2 separate regions of the Callithrix jacchus genome follow, and region 1 is linked to region 2. The links are chromatin contacts, called in public Hi-C maps. All regions are on one chromosome and are shown on one strand. Each heading gives the region's core, a stretch centred on a gene start, on an enhancer-like site or on the middle of the called end of the contact. The rest is flanking DNA. Distances are from core to core; before and after follow the strand shown. Region 1 overlaps CHTF8 (chromosome transmission fidelity factor 8). Region 2 overlaps TANGO6 (transport and golgi organization 6 homolog).

Region 1 (5,812 bases), core at 6-2,505, 230 kb before region 2:
GGAGGCACCTGAGTGTTATGGCCTTGTCCTGAACCTCAGGAATCTTGTTCTTGTTCTGCCAAAGGGAATCCCTGTGCTGATTGTGGGGCATCATATCCTGTATGGGAAAATCATCCACCTGGAGAAACCTTTTGCAGTCCTTGTCAAACACACTCCTGGGGATCAGGATTGCGATGAGCTTCGCCATGAAACTGGCACCCGGTATCTGGTGACAGCACTCATCAAAGACAAGATCCTTTTCAAAATCCGTCCGAAGCCCATTATCACCAACGTCCCCAAGAAAGTATGAAAGAACCTCGGATATTCCCTAGAGAGCGGCCAACTCCTTGGACTCGTGCTCCACTGCCACCTCGAGGACGGCTCAACGGTTCCCTGGGACCACAGGGAGGTCCTGTTCTGAACGCAGGCCACCCACTGGGTGTGAACTCAGATCCCTTCCTTATGGCGGCCGGTTCTCTTGGTGGAAATCTGGCCCCATTTCCAAGGAACCCATCTCCTTTTCCAGCTTCATCAGGCTCACTGGCTTCAAATCCAGCACCTTTCCCGGCTGGTACTCGTGACCCAAGCATGGCTTCTTTTCCAAGAGGGATGAATCCCACAGGCACAGGTGCAGTTTCTTTCCCAAGGCCTGGTGGCCTCTTGGGGCCAGCCCCTGGCCCAGGCCCTGTGGTAAACCCTAGGACAGGGGGTCTTCCAGTCCCAGGGCCTCTGTCTAACCCCAGGTTAGGGGGTCTCCCAGGATCAGGTCCTATGTCCAACCCAAGAGCAGGTGGTCTCCTGGGAGCAGGTCCTGACCCCAGAAGTGGTGGTCCCATGGGCCCCGGATCTGGACCTAACCTGAGAGCAGGTGTTGTGTTGAGCTCTGGGAATGGTCCTCCCAATCCTAGACCAGTTGGCCTGGGCCCAGGATCAAACCCCAATCTGAGATCAGGCTTTTTAGGGTCAAACCCTGCCCCCAGGTCAGGTGTGTTTACAGGCCCAGGCCTTGGGCCCAACCCAAGACCAAGTGGCCTGGGCCCAAGCCCTAATCTAGATGCCAGAGCAGGTGGCCTCTTGGGCACAGGATCAGGTCTTAACTTAAGAATGGCTGGACCTCAAGGCCTCGATCTTGCCCCCATTCTTAGAGCAGCAGGTCTTTTAGGAGCAAATTCGGCTTCGTTCACACAGGCTTCTGGAAACATGGGCCCAAGCCCATCTTCCATGGCAAGAGTACCTGCCCCGATGGGCCCAAACTCAGGTCCTGGCTCTCGGGGAATTGGCCTTACAGGGCCAAACCCATCTCCCATGTCAAGGGCTCCTGTCCCCATAGGCCCTAATTCGGCTCATTTCTCAAGGCCAAGTGGCCCCATGGGGGTAAATGCCAATCCGTTTCCCAGGGGAGTGGGTTCATCTGCCTTCTCTCAATCTTCTGGCCCATTGGCATCAAACCCAGCTACCTTCCAAAGGTCTGCTGGCCTCCAGGGCTCAAATCCAACAGTTTTCCCAAGAGCCTCTGGGCCACTTGGCTCCAGCCCAGCTAACTTCCCAAGGGCTGCTGGCCTGCAGGGTCCAAGTCCAACTACCTTCCCAAGGTCTACTGGTCCATTAGGCTCTGGTCAAGTTGCTTTCCCCAGGTCAGCTGCTGGGCACCTGGGCTCTTCTCCAGCAGGCCCTATGGGTATCAACCCAGCTCCTTTTGCAAGGCCAACTGGGACCCTGGGTCTCAACCCAGCTTCCTTTCCAAGGATGAATGGCCCTGCAGGCAAGAGTTTTGTCCCATTTCCCAGAGTGGGGAGCCTCCCTGGCACAAACCCAGCTGCTTTCCCCAGACCAGGGGGTCCAATGGCTGCAATATACCCAAATGGAATGTTACCCCCTTAAACATCATTTTCCCTCCAGGACCACCTTGGTTTCTAGGCACTGTGGTTCTTGGCAGGGGCTGTCTCTTAGGTAAAAGGGTAGTTGTGGAGCTGCAGTCTGAAGAACATAGCTGGGGCTCAAGTTCAAATGAGCTATCTTTTTCTTCTGCGTTTTTCTTGACTGAAGGTGAGATGTTGTTTGTGGCATGTGAACTGTGGCAGGTGGGAATAGTCCTGGCCTTGAGAAAAGGATCTCCAGCTCCCAGAAGCCTTCCGTGCTTTCGTCCCGCAGCTTTCTGCCTGTTTCCTACTAGTTTCTTGAATTGTTCTTGTGGACTTTTCCTCAGGGATACATTGGCCTGCAGGTCCCAGTTCACATGTAGTACCCTGCTCACCATTGGAGAATCAGCTCACTGCTCTCTAGAAACGTGGTGTTGGTGAATGGATCATGCTTCTATAGCTCTGACCTGGGCAGCTTGGACCTGGTCATCCTCTACTGCCATACCTTTCCCTGGGGGCTTGGACACAGAACAGGGAGATGGACAACCACTTCAAAGACCCACCGAATGCAGTTTCTGCTTGACTGACTGGGTCTGCACCTCTCTTCCTGGGACTTAGAGGTGGCCAGATTTAAGGCTCCTCTACTCATCCAACTCCCTCCTTACTGGTACTCCCAATCAAAGAACCTCAAAAATTTAAATTGATGTGGGTGGGAATATGGGAATTGGGGTGGGGGTGAGGGAATTAAGGGAATAAGTCACTGTGCTTTGTTCAGCCTGATGTGAAAGGATGGTTGGTGGTTTTCTTGCATTGTATCTTTTCTTACTGTTTCTTTAATAAATGGGATGAGAGGGCTGCTGGTGTCACTCTATTTTATTACCTGTTTGATTGATAGGGAAGGAAGTTGTAACTCTGCTTTTGTCTTAGAGTGGCCGGAGTCTTACATCTTGTCAGCTAAAACACTTGCTCCAAGAGGAAACAAGCTTTGGTTTTTAGCCTTAGCAAGGGCTCATTCATCTGCCAGTTATTTCACCAAAGACCCTCTACACTGAAAGTGAAGCCCCCATGAGTGTACAGTTACCAGAATGGACATGTTGCCCAGTCTTGGGTCCCCCCAACAAAACTCTAATATTAAAGTCCCTCCTTTGAAACTGGAATAAAGAGCTAGCTTTCATTAAGTACAAAGTAGTAGTTCAGAGATAACCAGCATATGTGAGAATCTTTATTTTGACAAGTGCAGTATAAAAAACTTGACCTGAAAAGTTAAAAAAAAAAAAAGGCAGGTAAAAATAAATATGTTTACAAATTATTGTAAAAACAATACAAAAGAGGATTAGAATTCTCAGTGAGGAAAAACCAAAATGCGTCCAATTGTATAAAGGCTCTTCCCTTGCCAGAAATGGGAATAAAGCTGAAGACCCAGTTTGGTTTTGCTGCTGAAAAATACACAAAATAACTTAGAAAAACCAGTCGAGGTCAAACGTTGTGAGCCCACTACCTGTACCTGCCTATTTTTGATTTGAGGAAAGTTGATGACCACAGTGCAAGGCAGAGCTGTTGGTGGGACAGCCTGTCATTCTACGTTAATCTTCAAGTAAATGCTGAAGAAAAACAAGCCCTTAGTGAAGTCTGAACTCTGCACTTGGTTGACCGGATTTCCTCCATTGTAATGCTCAAAATAGTTTACTTCTTGGCCAGCAGAACGATTGCCTGGAGCGGGCGGCCTTAGCAAATGCTTGCTGCCTTCCAGCTTTCATGGGTTGGGTCCTATGTCAACCACCAGTCTTAGCAGAAACTCAGTCTGTGTGATGTGACAACTGTTGGCTACACCTGGAAAACCCTTGAGTTCATGGGAGATGAAGGAAAGCACCAGAGTTTGCCCATCTGTGGCTCAGAGCACACTTTGCGTCTTTGTAGGAAGCACCGCGGTACACTAGAGGCTTGCCCTGTCTGCTGCTGTCCACATTAGTGCTGGTTCTGCACGGGCTAGCTGGCCCCTCAGAAACGACATTTGGAGGGCAAGCAAGCAACCTCTAAGTTAAAGGCTGAGGATCCCAGGTTTTAAACTCAAAAGCTGAGAACAGCATGGATTGCAAGTCACTGGAATATGGCTTCCCCTCATTCTCCAAAAGCAGCAGAGGGAAAACAGCCTCAGAAGACAGAGAAAGCAAGAACCTTAGGATGCAGGAACCAGCTCTATCTCCTAATTTGGTTTCTGGAAAGCAAGCAATGCAGTGACTGTCACAACTTGGCTGTAAGAATTCCCTGGAGAAGCCACTGAGGAGAATGGATGGTCTTAAAGATAACCATTTTGGATTTGAGAGTTCACTTTGGGAACACTGAAAAGCTTTCCATTGGAGATGATTGTCAAGAACAGTAGCCTGAACATCACACACGCTAACCCGACTGCCAAGGAATCTGTCCAAGCAACTACAAGATTGTAGCCAATTTGATCAGAGGCTCCTCATAGTTCCCATATGTTCCGAGAACAGGCTTGCCTCCTGTGGAGGGTTCTATAAGAGCCTGGGCTCTGCCCCAGTTGCTACCTTGAAAAACTTACCCATGATGATGACAGTAGAAGAGGTGACTGCTGTTACACCTCAAAAACTGCTTTTGAAGAAAGTGAAGTGAGTGTCTTAGCCTCAGATCAGAGCTGAATTTGAGAGGAATTCAGAGTATACGGGTTAAAATACCAAGACTTCACTTCTTTTCTGAACATGTTGGGGCTTGATCTTTTTTTATCTCCCCAGCAGAGATCACCGACAAGCTAAGAGCCCATCTAGATGTCTGAGCAATTTCCAGGTGGAACACCCAAGGCCTCCATATAGCTTAGGGCCTCCTTTAGCACCACCACAATCTCTTTGTTCTTCCTGGCAAACTTTCCTTTTTAGTGTACACTTTAAAAGCAGTTCAGTGCTAACTCCCTGCTGGTTTGGCTCATCCCTGGAATGTTGATGTGGAGTGGAGTATCTCACATAAAGCACCATTCCTGGACCCTGTTTTCTGATGCCCAGAGATCAGGCTTCTGGGCCTTGTATCTCAGGTGCAATCTTATTGCATTGATAACTACTTAGGGGTGGGGTGGGGGTAACATACACTAACCAGCCCAGCTCGCTCAGTAGAAATTCTCCTGCCACCTCTGGTTGTGTTCAGATGGGCTGGGAGAACCTCTTTCCACAGGTTGCCATCACTCAGGTACCTATCACAAGCTGCCACTAAATGGGACTTAATTGGCTTAGCACACTTCTGAGTGCCCTCTGGAGCCCAGGGGGAGGCTACTGCCCACATGCAGATGCAAGGAGACAGGCAGCCTGGAAACACAGAAGCCACTCCTGCCCTGCACCTGGGGATCAGTGCTGCCTCCTCTAAGCAGAGCTTCCAGGCCACACTACGTCACCATTCTTTGCATTTTAGATTTGTCCTTTGGACCATTAAGAGACTAAAACACGGCACTCCCTCCTCCCTCCTCCCTCCCCATCTTTTCTTCTTCTGTTCCCCTTCCCTCCCTTACCCATTGCACTTTACCCGCTCTGCTTGGGGGTCATGTCACACCTCAGCAAAAGCCAAGCTATACTGCTCAGGCTTCTTCCCACATCGCCGGGCAATAATGGCCAGATAAAGCATGAGGAGGGCCACCCAGTAGCAGCCATACAGGATGGCTCCAGAGACAAGAAAGGCTAGCTCTGTCTCACTGAACAGGTCCTGGCAATAAGCTGTATAGGCCAGCCCTCCCAGGAGAACTGCCACCCAGATGGACACAGGGATGAGGCCAATGAAGTTCACCACGATGGTTTTTCGGCCAGAGGTGCCCCAGCCTGACTTGTTGATGGTAGCAATGGCAAAGATCTTGGCTGGCAGAAGGCTGGACATATAGAGGAGGGAGTAGAGGGACATAAAGATCATCTCTGCATTGCCCCGAAGGAAGCAGGCGTAGGTGGCCTTGATGATGCCCACCAGCTGCACCGTCAGCAGGA
Region 2 (6,534 bases), core at 1,971-4,470:
TTAATTTTTTTTAAAGAAACTCTGACTTTTTTCTGATGAGCCACTGAAGGGTTATGGGCAGCAGAAAGACATGATCATCACGGGCGGACATGCAGTCAACCTCAACTGAAAGGAACCAGTTAGCTGAAATAGGAAAACGCATAAAGGTTCAGAAAAATGAGTAGGTTGAATGTGATTACCAAGGCCAGGGTGGTCTTACAAAATCTGGCTACAGCCTCCCAAGCAGCTGGGACTACAGAGGTGCACCATCATGACCAATTAATTTTTGTATTTTTTGGTAGAGACCAGGTCATGTCATATTGCCCAGGCTGATCAAGAAATTTTTGTACTTTCTCATGAGGTGCTACAGCTTTTAGTTTTTAATTCTTCTGACAGGTGAAGAGACCAAGATACTACACACACACACACACACACACACATACACACACTTTATATATTTTTTAAAAATGGAGTCTTGCTATGTTGTCCAGGCTGGTCTTAAACTCCTGGTCTCAAGGAGTCCTTATACCCTGGCCTCCCAAAGTGCCGGAATTACCAGTATGAGCCACCGTAACCAGCCCAAGATACTATATTATAATTCCACATCATCATGTAAACAAATACAAAGGCACTGAAGAGGTACTAAAAAGCAAAATGCTAATATAATGTGAACAGGAAATAAGACACTGGTTGACTTTTGTTTTCCTCTTTATGTGCTTTTTGCATTATACAAAGAATATGTGTTATTTCTGTGACCAATGAAATAAATTTTTTTCAGACTAAATTGAGAAAAAAAATGACAGATGTTGCCAAGTGAGGTGGCTCACGCCTGTAATCCCAGCACTTTGGGAGGCTGAGGCAGGTGGATCACGAGATCAGGAGTGCAACACCAGCCTGGCCAACACAGTGAAACCCCATCTCTACTAAAAATACAAAAAATAGCTGGGCGTGGTGGCGGGTACCTGTAGTCCCACCTACTTGGGAGGCTGAGGCAGGAGAATTGCTTGAACCCAGGAGGTGGAGCTTACAGTGAGCTAAGATTGTGCCACTGCACTCCAGCTTGAGTGACAGAACCAGACTCAGCCTCAAAAACAAAACAAAAACACAGGACAATTTTCTTAAGTACTACTCTTAAAATTTCAACAATAAAAAGTAAATTCCGAACAATTATATTTAATTCCAGAAAAGTAAAAACTCTAGATCTAAAGATCATAAATCCAAGCTGCTCTTATAGAGTTTCTTTAAAGAAACTTCTTTTTTTTTTTAAAGACAGAGTCTTGCTCTGTCACCCAGGCTGGAGCGCAACCTCCACCTCCCAGGTTCAAGTGACAGTCTTGCCTCAGCTTCCCGAGTAGCTGGGACTACAGGTGCCTGCCACTACAACTGGGTAATTTTTGTATTTTTAGTAGAGATGGGGTTTAACCATGTTGGCCAGGGTGGTCTTAAACTCTTGACCTCAAGTGATCCACCCACCTGGGCTTCCCAAAGTGCTGGGATTACAGGCATGAGCCACTGTGCCAGACCCTTCTTTTTTTTTTTTTTTTTTTTTTTTTTTTTTTTTTGAGACAGTCTCATTCTGTTACCCCGGCTGGAGTGCAGTGGTGCAATCCCAGCTCACTGCAACTTCCGCCTCATGGTTCAAGCAATTCTTGTGCCTCAGCCTCACAAGTAGCTAGCACTACAGGCATGCACCACCATGCCTGGCTAATTTTTGTATTTTTGTGTTTTTAAGACAGAGTCTTGTTCTGTTGTCAGGTGCCAGGCTGGAGTACAGCGGTGCAATCTCGGCTCACTGCAATCTCTGCCTCCTGGGTTCAAGCATTCTCCTGCCTCAGCCTCCCAAGTAGTTGGGACTACAGGCGCACGCCACTACACCCAGCTAATTTTTTTTTTTTAAGTAGAGATGGGGTTTCACCATGTTGGTCAGAATGGTCTCGATTTCTTGACCTCATGATCCACCCACCTTGGCCTCCCAAAGTGCTGGGATTAGAGGTGTGAGCCACCGTGTCCAGCTTAATTTTTGTATTTTTAATAGAGATGGGGTTTCACCACGTTGGCCAGGCTGGTTTGAAACTCCTAACCTCAGGTGATCCACCTGCCTCAGCCTCATAAAGTGCTGGGATTACAGGTGTGAGCCACTATGCCTGGCCAAAAACATCTTCTTGAGAACTGTTGCTAGGTAGAATAGCAGTTTGAGTTTATACTGATAATTCTGTTTGCAATCTATGCGTTTTTCTATTTTCCTCAAGTCCATCAAACTGAAGAGGTATTTTAAAACTATACCAAGTTAACTATGAATATATAATTATATTTCAACACCTCAACACACAGTAGCACTCTGAATGTGATGTGAAATCCAAACAGGATAGCTGTCATCTATTAATATTACATGGACTATGACCAACAGGAATTTATTTTCTGAGGTAATAACATCAGATTATCCAGAAAGTAGAAATAATTTAAAATATACAATTGTGAGATGTTGGAGAAATAAATGATCCATTCCACTAATATTTATTAAGTACTTTCTAATCAATACCTATGAGAAATCTCCATCATAAAATTAGCATAAAAGATAGCTATTAGACAATTTCCCTCAGGAATAAGTCTGACTATAAACACACACATATACCATTTTGAGAGTCAGAAAGAGAACTGGATTATTATGGTGTTAATGGTGAATGTGTCTGTCCTTTACTCTGATTAACTGGCAAAGATGGTGGAGTAAGCGGGCTTGTTGTGATGCAGGGCTGTAAGGCTCCAGTAAATTGCACCAACTATTAGCAGGCACCTTGGAAAAAAACCTGGAGGACTATTTAAGGCTCATATTTCATTTAGAGAATATAAATAGCAGGCACCTCAGCGACACGAGTTTCTGGTTTCTTTTCTATTAGCACCCCTTAGTGGTTGAATCACTGAATGGCCTTTTGGGCAAAATTAAATCTGAAGAGAGACAGCAATGGATGGGTGGACTCACCTAATGGCCTCTTTGATGGTAATCATAATGCCACCTTGAGTGGCGACTCTAAACTGACACAGAGAATGGAGAGAGGGCACAGCTTTGTCCAACCCTGCAAATCCTTTCAGGCTGGCAATTGCCTTCTTCCTTTCCAGCTTCCCCAGAATCCATAATAAGATCTCTTGGCAAAGTGACCTGGCAGAAAAAGCAGTTATGAATGAGCTTGTCATCTTACTCCATGCATCTAACAAGCTAACATAAAAAAAGAAAGAAAGGCTGTCAGGTTCCACTGCATTCTAAATGCTGGCACAATTTCCCAGTACTGCTGAAATGAAGGAGAGGAAAGTATGCCTCTTGCGAATTTCAGAATGCAAATATCCTGAAATTCAATGACTGACTAATCCTTGGCTCTGGAAGCAACCCTGATATGCTACATGAGCCCCGCGTAATTTCTTTTTCTTTTTTGGTAATTCCAAGTGTATTACTGCCTTTGCATCAGGCACTGTCAGAGAAAGTATACACGGATAAAAATCATCTACTCTCAGCAGGACTAATAGCTGGACACGAAGAAGCAGCATATCAACAAAATATCACTGATTCCTTAACCCCTTTCATCTGTGCCAGTCAACTAGGAGAGGAACTAAACCAATGTTCACACGTTCCTTGTCAGTCTCTGATGAGAACACGACAGTGCTGTGAGAACTTGGGTTTTAAAACAAAAACAAGAGGCCTGGTGCAGTGGCTCACACCTGTAATCCCAACATTTTGGGAGGCTGAGGCAGGTTAATCACCTGAGGTCAGGTGTTCAATATCAGCCTGGCCAACATGGTAAAACCCCATCTCTACTAAAAACACAAAAACTGGCCAGGAGCAGTTGCTCATGCCTATAATCCTAGCACTTTGGTAGACGGGTCACGACATCAAGAGATTGAGACCATCCTGGCCACCATGGTGAAACCCCATCTCTACTAAAAATACAACAAATTGGCTGGGTGTGGTGGTGGGCACCTGTAATCCCAGCTACTCGGGAGGCTGAGGCAGGAGAATTGCTTGAACCTGGGAGGTGGAGGTTGCAGTAAACCGAGATCAAGCCATTGCACTCCAGCCTGGGTGTCAGACTGAGACTCTGCTCAAAAAAAAAACCAACCAACCAACAAACAAAAATCCTAGCCTGGCATGATGGTAGATGCCTGTAATCCCAGCTACCCAGGAGGCTGAGGCAGGAAAATAACTTGAACCCAGGGGGCGGAGATTGCAGTGAGCTGAGATCACACCACTGCCCCAAGTCTGGGTGACAGAGTGAGACTCTGTCTCAAAAAAAACAAAAACGAGAGTTATTTTGTGGACTGTCCCTTGAAACCAAGTTCACAGATGCACAGTCTCCCTCTTCAATGCATTCTCTCGTCATTGCCATTGTGGCTGTGGGCTACAACGGTGTGCTGACCCAAGCTGAAGAGCCGAGAACATTATGTAAGCTTTGAATAGTACAAAAGATGGTGTTTCCTCCACCACTTAGCAATGGTGATAATGATAGCTACCATTTACTGAGCTTACTATTTGCAGGGGACTGTGCTAAACACATTAGTGCATATTTAGTCTTCACAATAACTCTGTGAAGAAGGTACTATTATCGTATATCGTATATCGGATTACATGCGGGGATCACCAAACCCCAAAAATCATAATTCTGTATGACTTGAGACAGAATAACTCTTGCCTGGAGGAAGAAACAACATAAATTACTGTGAAAATGGAGCTGATACAAAATGAATCCTACTTAAATACTATGACAAAGCAGTATTTTCTAGATGACTAAGGAATCCCTTCTTTCCAAACAACACACTGCATCACCAACACCAAATCCCAGGCTAAATTACAAAGTGCCACATTCAGATCTAGATTTCCCAACTTGTTTTCTAACTCCCCACAAGGTCATTATGATCCATCCCCTATTTCCTCCTTCCTAGACAAGTTATCGTAGCATTTCTCACTGATCAAAAAGTGGCATGTCTATACATGTAAACAGAGATTTTGTCTTTGAGATCCAGGACAGAGGCTGAGGAAAGTCATTCTAAAAACTGTATCCAATGCTCTGGGATCTGTAAAATTCTCTTTCTTTTCTAGATGAGCAAAATAGGAAGATCCCAGTGTTTTCCTGACTTTGAAAGAAAATGGTAATTTCAAAGTGGCAAAGTCTTATATTCAAAATAAGAACAAAAACAACATGCAAAAAAGGTGTCACAATTTATAAACAAATAAGATTCTATTTATAAACAAATAAGGGTCTCTTGATTGTTTACCTTATGTGAGATACACTCTGCTTAGTAAAACAGTAGAGAAGAAAAAGCACTCCCAGGACTGGAAGCAGAGAATCCATCAAAACTGTTAAAGGTTCATTCCCAACCACGTACACCTAAGGAAAACGAAATGGTGAAGAATAATCCCATGACTGCCTGGCCAGAGCAATGAGAATCACATACCAGATACCTAGCAGGGCTCAGTGTCTTTTTTTTCAAGAGGGAGTTTCACTCTTGTTGCCCAGGTTGGAGTGCAGTGGTGTGATCTCGGCTCACTGCAACCTCTGCCTCCCAGGTTCAAGCAATTTTCCTGCCTCAGCCTCCCAAGTAGCTGGGATTACAGGCATGTGCCATCACGCCCAGATAATTTTTGTATTTTTAGTAGATGAAGTTTTACCACGTTGGCCAGGCTGGTCTGGAACTCCTGACCTTGTGATCCTCCCACCTCAGCCTCCCAAAGTGCTGGGATTACAGGTGTGAGCCACCATGCCTGGCCAGGGCTCAGTGTCTTAAGCAGTATCTCGCCCTAATCACACTATTTTAGCTCCAAGGATAGGCTCAGGTATGGCAATGAAACCATTTGAGTTTGGTAGACGGGCTGAATCAAGAGAGGGAACTGGAGTAGCAGCATTTCATGTGTGCAGTCTCTAGAACTGACTAGAATGGGTCAACTCACCCATTTTCTGACCTCTTCCTTTCCTACTTTTGGCTATGTCTGAGTTTCCTAATTTGCCTATTTAACTATTTGATAACTGTCCTTCTGCTGAAGGCCCTGCTATTAGGAACAAGTAATTACTACCTAAGGGAAAAACTTAAAACTAGATTTGAAAAATCAAACAAAACAAAACCCAAAACATTGCTTACTCCAGATTCATCACTCTTAAGATGTGACCAACACATGGACATGTCCTATTCTCCCTAATTCTACAAATGTTCAAAGAAATTATACTGTACGGCTGGGCACAATGGCTCATGTCTGTAATCCTAGCATTTTTGGAAGTCATGGAGGGAGGATTGCTTGAGGCCAGGAGTTCAAGCCCAGCTGTGCATCAGGGCAAGACCCCATCCTACAAAAAAAATTTAAAAATTAGCCAGGTGTGGTAGCTCATGCCTACAGTCCCAACTACTTGGGAGGCTGAGGCAGGAAGATCATTTGAGCCCAGGAATTCAAAGCTGCAATAAGCTATGATTATGCTATTGCCCTCCAGCCTGGGTGACAGAGCAAGACCCTGTCTCTTAAAAAAAAGAAAAGTGGCCGGGCATGGTGGCTCACTCCTGTAATTCCAGCACATTGGGAGG

What was found. A called contact is a pair of places that touch in the nucleus more often than the background predicts.
Region 1: a Hi-C map of skeletal muscle shows a contact between it and region 2, with 8 times the contacts expected there. The contact joins two enhancer-like sites. A contact is called at or near these places in 3 of 3 Hi-C or Micro-C datasets (induced pluripotent stem cells and skeletal muscle).

What each region holds. Positions count from the first base shown.
Region 1 is chr20:26,664,879-26,670,690 of calJac240_pri, reverse strand. It overlaps CHTF8 (chromosome transmission fidelity factor 8), which reads left to right. Exons shown (of 4, transcript XM_078357586.1): 4 at 65-2,693. The coding sequence ends at 289. DERPC (DERPC proline and glycine rich nuclear protein) reads left to right here. Exons shown (of 2, transcript XM_078357585.1): 2 at 65-2,693. The coding sequence starts at 286. The coding sequence ends at 1,860. It overlaps HAS3 (hyaluronan synthase 3), which reads right to left. Exons shown (of 4, transcript XM_017966806.5): 4 at 3,039-5,812. The coding sequence ends at 5,385. Among named protein-coding and RNA genes, the nearest start is that of UTP4, 14 kb to the left of the region's middle. Within about 2 kb of position 1,255, at least 2 of the 16 cell types and tissues checked have an H3K27ac peak or open chromatin away from gene starts, as enhancers often do.
Region 2 is chr20:26,439,872-26,446,405 of calJac240_pri, reverse strand. It overlaps TANGO6 (transport and golgi organization 6 homolog), which reads right to left. Exons shown (of 16, transcript XM_078357577.1): 6 at 5,239-5,351; 7 at 2,957-3,133. Among named protein-coding and RNA genes, the nearest start is that of TANGO6, 64 kb to the right of the region's middle. Within about 2 kb of position 3,220, at least 3 of the 16 cell types and tissues checked have an H3K27ac peak or open chromatin away from gene starts, as enhancers often do.